Regions from separate parts of the Gasterosteus aculeatus genome. Here region 2 is linked to region 1. A link is a contact called in public Hi-C data. All regions are on one chromosome and are shown on one strand. Each heading gives the region's core, a stretch centred on a gene start, on an enhancer-like site or on the middle of the called end of the contact. The rest is flanking DNA. Distances are from core to core; before and after follow the strand shown.

The links. Hi-C and Micro-C count contacts between places; a contact is called where the count stands out from the background.
Region 2: a contact with region 1 is called in a Hi-C map of tail fin, with 4 times the contacts expected there. The contact joins the enhancer-like site here to the promoter of ano5b in region 1. A contact is called at or near these places in 4 of 6 Hi-C or Micro-C datasets (skeletal muscle, tail fin and whole body).

The regions. Positions count from the first base shown.
Region 1 is chr12:10,418,139-10,421,706 of fGasAcu3.hap1.1, reverse strand. It overlaps ano5b (anoctamin 5b), which reads left to right and starts at 1,840. Exons shown (of 20, transcript XM_040201349.2): 1 at 1,840-2,332. The coding sequence starts at 2,257.
Region 2 is chr12:10,490,836-10,494,416 of fGasAcu3.hap1.1, reverse strand. No RefSeq gene overlaps it. Among protein-coding and RNA genes, the nearest start is that of cilp, 8.1 kb to the left of the region's middle. Within about 2 kb of position 2,161, at least 1 of the 9 cell types and tissues checked has open chromatin away from gene starts, as enhancers often do.

The DNA of each region.
Region 1 (3,568 bases), core at 591-3,090:
AAAAGAGCCGACTGCGAAACCTGCAAAAACAGCACGATTTGGTACTACTGGTACCATTACCAATAACCCATTAAACACATAGGGTAGACATTACACTGGTGCCATTTAAGCCGATGCCAATCAATGTGTTGTATTCATTTAGACGTCCCAAACGGAAATGGTATGTAATATCAGGCTATTGATAATGTTTCTAACAATAAACCGGATAAATGATTGGAGCAAGGCAGCCAAATATATAGATGATGAAACAACATGACAACCATTCGGATCACAATGGACACATGGCAGCTGTTTTATTGATTCATAATTATTTGACAACATTATCATATGATTCTGTGAGTAGGAATCTTTTTATGTTCATGGTTCGACACGTGAATTTAATATGAAAAATAAACAAGGGAGACCTCGAGCACTCAGCTGCAACAAAGCAGCGGTTGTTAAAGTTGTACACGATCTCCCCCTTGTGGACGACATATGCATTTTGAAGCTAAACTAAAATAAAATATATATATATAACTCAATATTTTCAGTGCCTTAAATAATTTTAATCTGTATACACTTTATATCAACATTTGGCTGTATATTTAGGAATAGGTTAGGGTTGATCAACCATTGTAGTTTATATATGTATATACATAGAGCAATGCCCAATATATATATTTATTCATTTCAGACCCAGAGGGATCCATAATACATACATTGATACAGTATCTATAAGCAGATTATTTCTAGACTTTTGCGATTAAGTCTATTACAGACAGTTATATTTGTCATAATATAAAGTCTCTCTCTCAACGTCACAAAATACAGAAAGATGGCCACGGTGATGTCCTGAAACAACGACATTACTATGGGCCTCTGTAGGCATCTATAACCATTTTACACAATATCCAGTCTAATATGTCAACTTAGTCTGTGATTTTACGTTAGTGAACATTTGTGCTACTTGACGTACCCTGCATGTGGGGTCTTAAGCGCACACTGTTTTGATGAATTTGACCTCATTGCTTCCATGTAATGCTATACTTCTTTCCTGTAGGCCTACTCCACTACACATTTCAGATTTAAATTGTACACTGACATAGTTTCATATACAATTTGTATCTTTTACACATTGTGTAAACCAGTTGTTCCCAAGCATTTGGTCTAATTACAAAAAACATAACTGTTAGCAGTTTTCAAGACAACAAGAAAGTACCCTGATTGGCCGCCGGCTGGAGAACACGAGCAAGCCGTATATGAATAATTCAAAATAAGCTGCATGGTGTGAGTGCCTAGTCAGTTGTAATAAATAAATACTAAGGGACCACTTAGATGGGGAGACTGTTTACTTAATATATTTTGCTCAACTTAAGGTTTTAGGGTTACTAGTTTATACCGTTTTTATTGGTTGATACATCATATGTTCTTTATCACTTAGGCCTATAAAACACTGAACATTTAAGTTGCCAGGTTATGAAAATGTCTGCAGGTACGTATGTCACGACGTCATCATAAAGGGTAATAAATTATTAATTTTGCTTTGGCGATTTAACTTGCGGTATTTTTCATTCAATGACTGTTTTATTAACTGATTGGTAAATACTGGAGGAGGAAAAAAGTAAACAGCAGCTGACTGAGCAAATTTTTAGAAAATACTTAAAACATGTATCTCTCATGTGGTACCGATTTGCATTCGTGAAAATGATGAAACCATAGTTTACTTTCCTGTTAAACGTCAGGTAATTTAACAATATCAAGTAGACGCGTGCAGTATTGGAAATAGCCACAAGATGTCCTCTTGCACCGTCAGTGTCCTCGTGTTGGAGTTTTCCTTTTTTTTTAAATTTAAATATCTCAGGTGACCTGCTCCTCTACTGCTGTTTGCCGTCTCTACCACGCGCTCTCCTTTCTAATCACGCTAAATAGGTTTAAACAATATCTACTCACCCCCCCCCCCCCCCCCCCCCTCTCTCTCAGACACACGCGCACGCACACAAATGCCATTTTGCCGACGGAAAACAAGCCGTGACCCTCCCCTTTATGCGTGCCCGCTGTCGTCGGGTAGCGCCAGGGAGCCCAGCAGGGTATGAACCCTTCCTCCAGGACCCCTCCGTGATGTACACATGCGACGCGCATTCCGTCCGACGACGTGAATCGCACTGATCGAGTCCCGCGTGTGATCCCGCCGATGTCGTCATCGCCGCTCATCCTCCCCCCGCCTCCCCCCGCTCCTGCGAGGAGGTGAAGCCTTTGAGAATAACACCGCCGGCCGCTATGAGACGAATAACGGGAGAGGCGCAGGAGGAAACTCTGATCGAGCTGCACGGCGTGGCGGATCCACAGACTGGAGGTAATTCGATGAAGACGCACTCATTGTTATTCTTCAATAGTCACCGGAGGTGGGGGGGGGGGGGCATTTTAAGTCACATGTTTCATTCTGGCCCAAAGGCGGCCTCACTTTTACTGATTGCAATGGAGCGACATGCTACTCTGGCAAAGAAACACTACTGTATATGTCGTGTCATAGTGAACAATCCATATCCTAACATTTTCTTTGGGTGGGATGATCCTCATCCTAAATAAATACAAATGGAATGACACCTTGACGAATATACCCCCCCCCCCCCCCCCCCCACACACACACCCTAATGCCAGTTTAGCATCTGTGTGGGCCTTAATTACGTATCCTTATTTTTCTTCGCATACTTCTTTTTGCCACAACTCGATTGAATTCATTTTTAGAGGAATGTTATTTATTTGGTGTGATTTTGGCACCTCAGCACTTCTCAGCACTCAGGCTGTGAATCACATCATGCATAAACCAGAAGATGGAGACTGTAGGAAGGAAATGATTAATTAGAGTTGTGTCAGTCAGTACTGTCAGATCTGCACAGCAGAATGATGAGCTCATTGATATATATCTGCACACAGAAGAGTTTATTGTACCTGATGTGTTATATGTTTGACATCGAGTTAACAGCCATCCCATAACAAGCCAGGAGCAAAACAGACTGCTGGGTAATTCTGTGTTAGTGAACAGTGGTTGTGTGCTTCCTACTGTCTGAAATGTCACTCATCTAGAGTTAAACGAAGAGGTAATTTCATCGTTTTAAACAGAAAAGGCCAATTTTGGTTAAATACTGATACATAAGATAATTGGACATAATGTGACAAACATTATAATCAACCATGCACAAATAAATAATCCTTATGAACAGTAATGAAGTAGTGTCTTTGAGAGAATGTGGGGAACGCCTTCGTTTAATGTCCCTAATCCTCGTATATATCATCCATGTCTCTTCTCTCAGGGACCATTGTACTTTGAACTTTTTGTATCCTCTCATTGACATTTTGAACTTCATATTTAAACTGCAGCAGTAAACTTTTGTTAAACCTGATATTCAAATTGTCACTAACTGAAGCACACGTGTCTGTTGAAGTCCGGTAAAAGTACCATATCAGAAGTTACTCTTTTAGAAATGTGTAATAGAATACGTCCATAACGCCTTTTAAGCATTATTAAATGTGCATTATACTATATATACATATTATCTTATGAGCAATTGAAGCCTTACGATGTAGTAAC
Region 2 (3,581 bases), core at 912-3,411, 72 kb before region 1:
CAATGACAGTTTATATGAGACACATTGGTCAAGAATGAAGATCTCTCCTCAGAGCCGAGGTGAAAACCAAAGTGAATCCACACAGCCAGCCAGATGTTCAGTCAAGGGAACAGAGCCACATTAAAACATAATGGCTTTTAAATGTTAATATGCCCAACTTTAAAGGTCAAAACTGGCATAGCCCACGAGTGCAAATGTTTTCAGAGGAGATGTATTTGTTAAACATTCAAGTGCATCAGAATCCATCATTATTGTCTAAAAAAAGGCCGCAGTCATCTGCCTGTACCTCTCCGGGACGGAAAAAATGACGTGGAACAGCCATTGTCTGTTGAGATATAAGAGAAGAATGATAACCTGTAAATGTGTGCGTTCTTGGGAGGACAAATTAAATCCTCTATCATCCGTGTGTGTGCGTGTTCCCCCAGGTGTGAACGTGCCATCCACTCCCGGTAATGGATGTAATTAACCAGTCACTGAAGCATAAAGTCTTTACATACTGTAAGTAATAGTCATGTTTGAGAAAATCACCTGGTAATGGGCAATTCTCCTCCCAGCAAGGACAATTAATGCCTCATCTGGCTTTTCTTAATTATCCAATTAAAGCTAGATCCTCTGCATGAAATTCCACCGTATCCTGGAGTGATTTCAGCGGAGAGAAGAGGTGGAGGAGCTTCAGCTAAATTAAATGAATGGTGAATGAGAAGTGAACGGGAAAAATATATCGTGAAATATATACATATGTATATATATACAGTATATAAACGGTGATGCATGTCTTCTACAGGCAATAACAGAGCAAAGGTGAGGGACTGAGAAGATCCCACATGTTTTGGCAGCTTGTTACCAGCTTGGAGGCAAAGTGCGGCCCCTGTGTGTCAGTGATAATAGATGAGCATGGGAATTGCAGGGCAGGAGCCAGTCTGCTGCGGGGCCGAGGTGTTCGAGGGCTGGATGGACTGGAGGGATGCACCTGTGGCGCTGAGAGAAGTGTGAGGAGAGGAGCAGCTGGCAGACAACAGTTCACGTTCAGACGCTCAGGAGCTAATGATGAAGCTCTCCATGTCACATTTCACGCTCGACAGGAAGTGGGGGCCACTCTTTCAAACGAGTGTTAAGACAGATAGATGAGGAGCTGTGGTAGAAAATCGAAGGGGTCAGTGCTGCTTTAAGCTCTGCCCAGGTGATTGATATCTTTATCAAACCATTCATGCGTGAAACCTTTACCTCACTACTCAGCAATCTATGTTTTGTATGATATTCATCACTTATCTGTTTGTGTTTTTAAGCTGCTCGGTTTGGATACACTTTTCTTCCCCTCATTTCAAGACAGTAATCTATTATGGATTTTGTCCACATTCTTTTGTTTCCTTTGTTTCTTCGTGTCTTTTAGATTTTCCACATCAATAATACAAATAGAACACACCATTTGTGTTGTTTTGCTTTTTCCTTGTGATCCAGGCCCCATAATGTAAACGACTGAACAACATACATACTGATGTATTTGTCCTAACATTTATTTCTCCCCGTTTCTCCCTCTGACGAATCCGTCGTCTGTAAACGCGTCGGTTTCTGCTTGTGTGTGTGTGTGCGTGTGTGTTTCTGTCCTCCCTGTGGGCCGTTAGCTCTGCTGTGCGTCTGTCACAGTCCCCGCAGTGAGCTGCAGACACCGAGGAGAAAGAGAACCAGGCCATCTGGACCGGGTCACACTGTACCAGCGACCACACGAGACGCAGCCAGAACTCCTCTCCAAACCATAGCAACCGTCCGGGGGGGAAGAAATAAGGGCAGCGGCCATGGGAACGTTTCCCCTCTCTACTTACAGTTGCGCTCTTTCTTTCCGTACGCCCCCCTTCTACGCCTCTTCTTTCTGGATCTCCCTCTTTCTTCACACCTCTTGAGATAACTATGCTAACATGAGTTGATAAATCCTTTTTTTGTGCCCCCCCCCCCAACCCGCCTCCCCTTCCCATTTATTCACGCTTTGTCTTTGCACCACTGGCTTTGCTTCATTCAAGAGGAAAGCGGCGTATCTGCAGCGGGCGAACCAGAGCCTTTTGTTCTTGATTTGAAAGAGCCTGCTTCCAGTCTGACAATTGGCAGCATACCGATAGGGGACAAACAGCAGTGTGTGCACATTCACCGACACACAATTTCAGAGCAGATACACGCTCGTCGCACACACACACATACTGGGAGAGATCAACTTTGCTCCTGCTTAGTTCAAGTGTCTGTCAGGGAGGACAACAAAGCTTTACCAGGGGCGACACAAAACCAACAATTCACCTTTTTAAACAAGCATTTCCATAACAGTGGAACAGTTGCTGGTACAATAAAGTACACTTCTTTTCCCACTCTGGCATTGTGGTGGTGTCTGCCTGCTATGAATACTGTGTTGTGTTTTGTGTTTGACCCTCTTGACCTGCTTTTTTTTGGGACCAGCATCCCTCCTGCCCCCCTTTTCAATGCTTTGAGTAACTCCCTACAGTCCATGGGATTCCCCCATGTGAACATCTCACTGTGTCCCTTCCTCCCTCAGTGTGTAAGATAATGAACTCTCATAACAAGCGAACCTCTTTTAGACACTTTCCATCCATCCTTGCCATGCAACAGAGAGGCACAGCGTGTGGTGGAGGAAGGGGGAGGGAGGCAGGAGTAAAGACTGGCTGTAATATCATGGAGACAGAGATGAATGCCTTTGGACTGCACTGTGCTGCCCTACTTTCATCTTGGTAATGGACGAGGTTAAGATACATCTCCAGCAGACGAAAAAGGAAAACGTCTCTTTTTTTTCCCCGCCTGCCCGAGCCGAGGCCGCTATTGATCCACCTCTGGCCAGAGCAAGTCTATTATCTTGAAGATTACTTTCGAAGCTTTTCATTTTGTTCTTGTGCCTGTGGATCAGCCGCGCTGTATGTGGAATGATTCAGTGCCCTGCAGCCGTGCAGCCGCAAGTCTGACCTGGAAGCAGCGTAGACGTCGGCCTCAACCATCAACCAGCCTCCTATTCTCACTCACTCTGACCTCGGACCTCTAACCTGTCCTGTATTAACAAGTCACTGTCGTTATTTCCTACCTCAACCTCATCTTTTTTTTGAGGAAAGAATGGTTGAAGGATTGTCAACCATTCAAGTTCAATCTTTCTTCCTCAAACTGTAAGCAGAGCCACAGGGAATGTTTTGACTCTGCTGCAATATCTTTCATCACTTGTTGTGTGTGTGTGTGTGTGTGTGTCTAGTGATGTGGTTCTTTCATTTCTTCCAAAACAACTTAAAACAATTCAATATACTTTCTTGTCTTTTAATTTTCTTTCTTTTCTCTTATGTTTCTTTCCCCTTTTCACTTAATTCCTGTTTCCTTTCTTATCTTATTTATTTTTCTCTTACATTTCCTTCCATTCCTTTTTTTCCATCCCCTCTCTTCTTTCCTTACCTTTCATTATATATTTTTTCCACCTCATTTCTCTCCTCCCATCTGTTGCCCCAGTTATCTAGGCTCCGTCTATCCATCAGCAGAGCAGCTCAGATTGATCCTCCTCAGGAAGAACATTAGAGAACGTTCCCCACATCTGTGTAACTGGATAA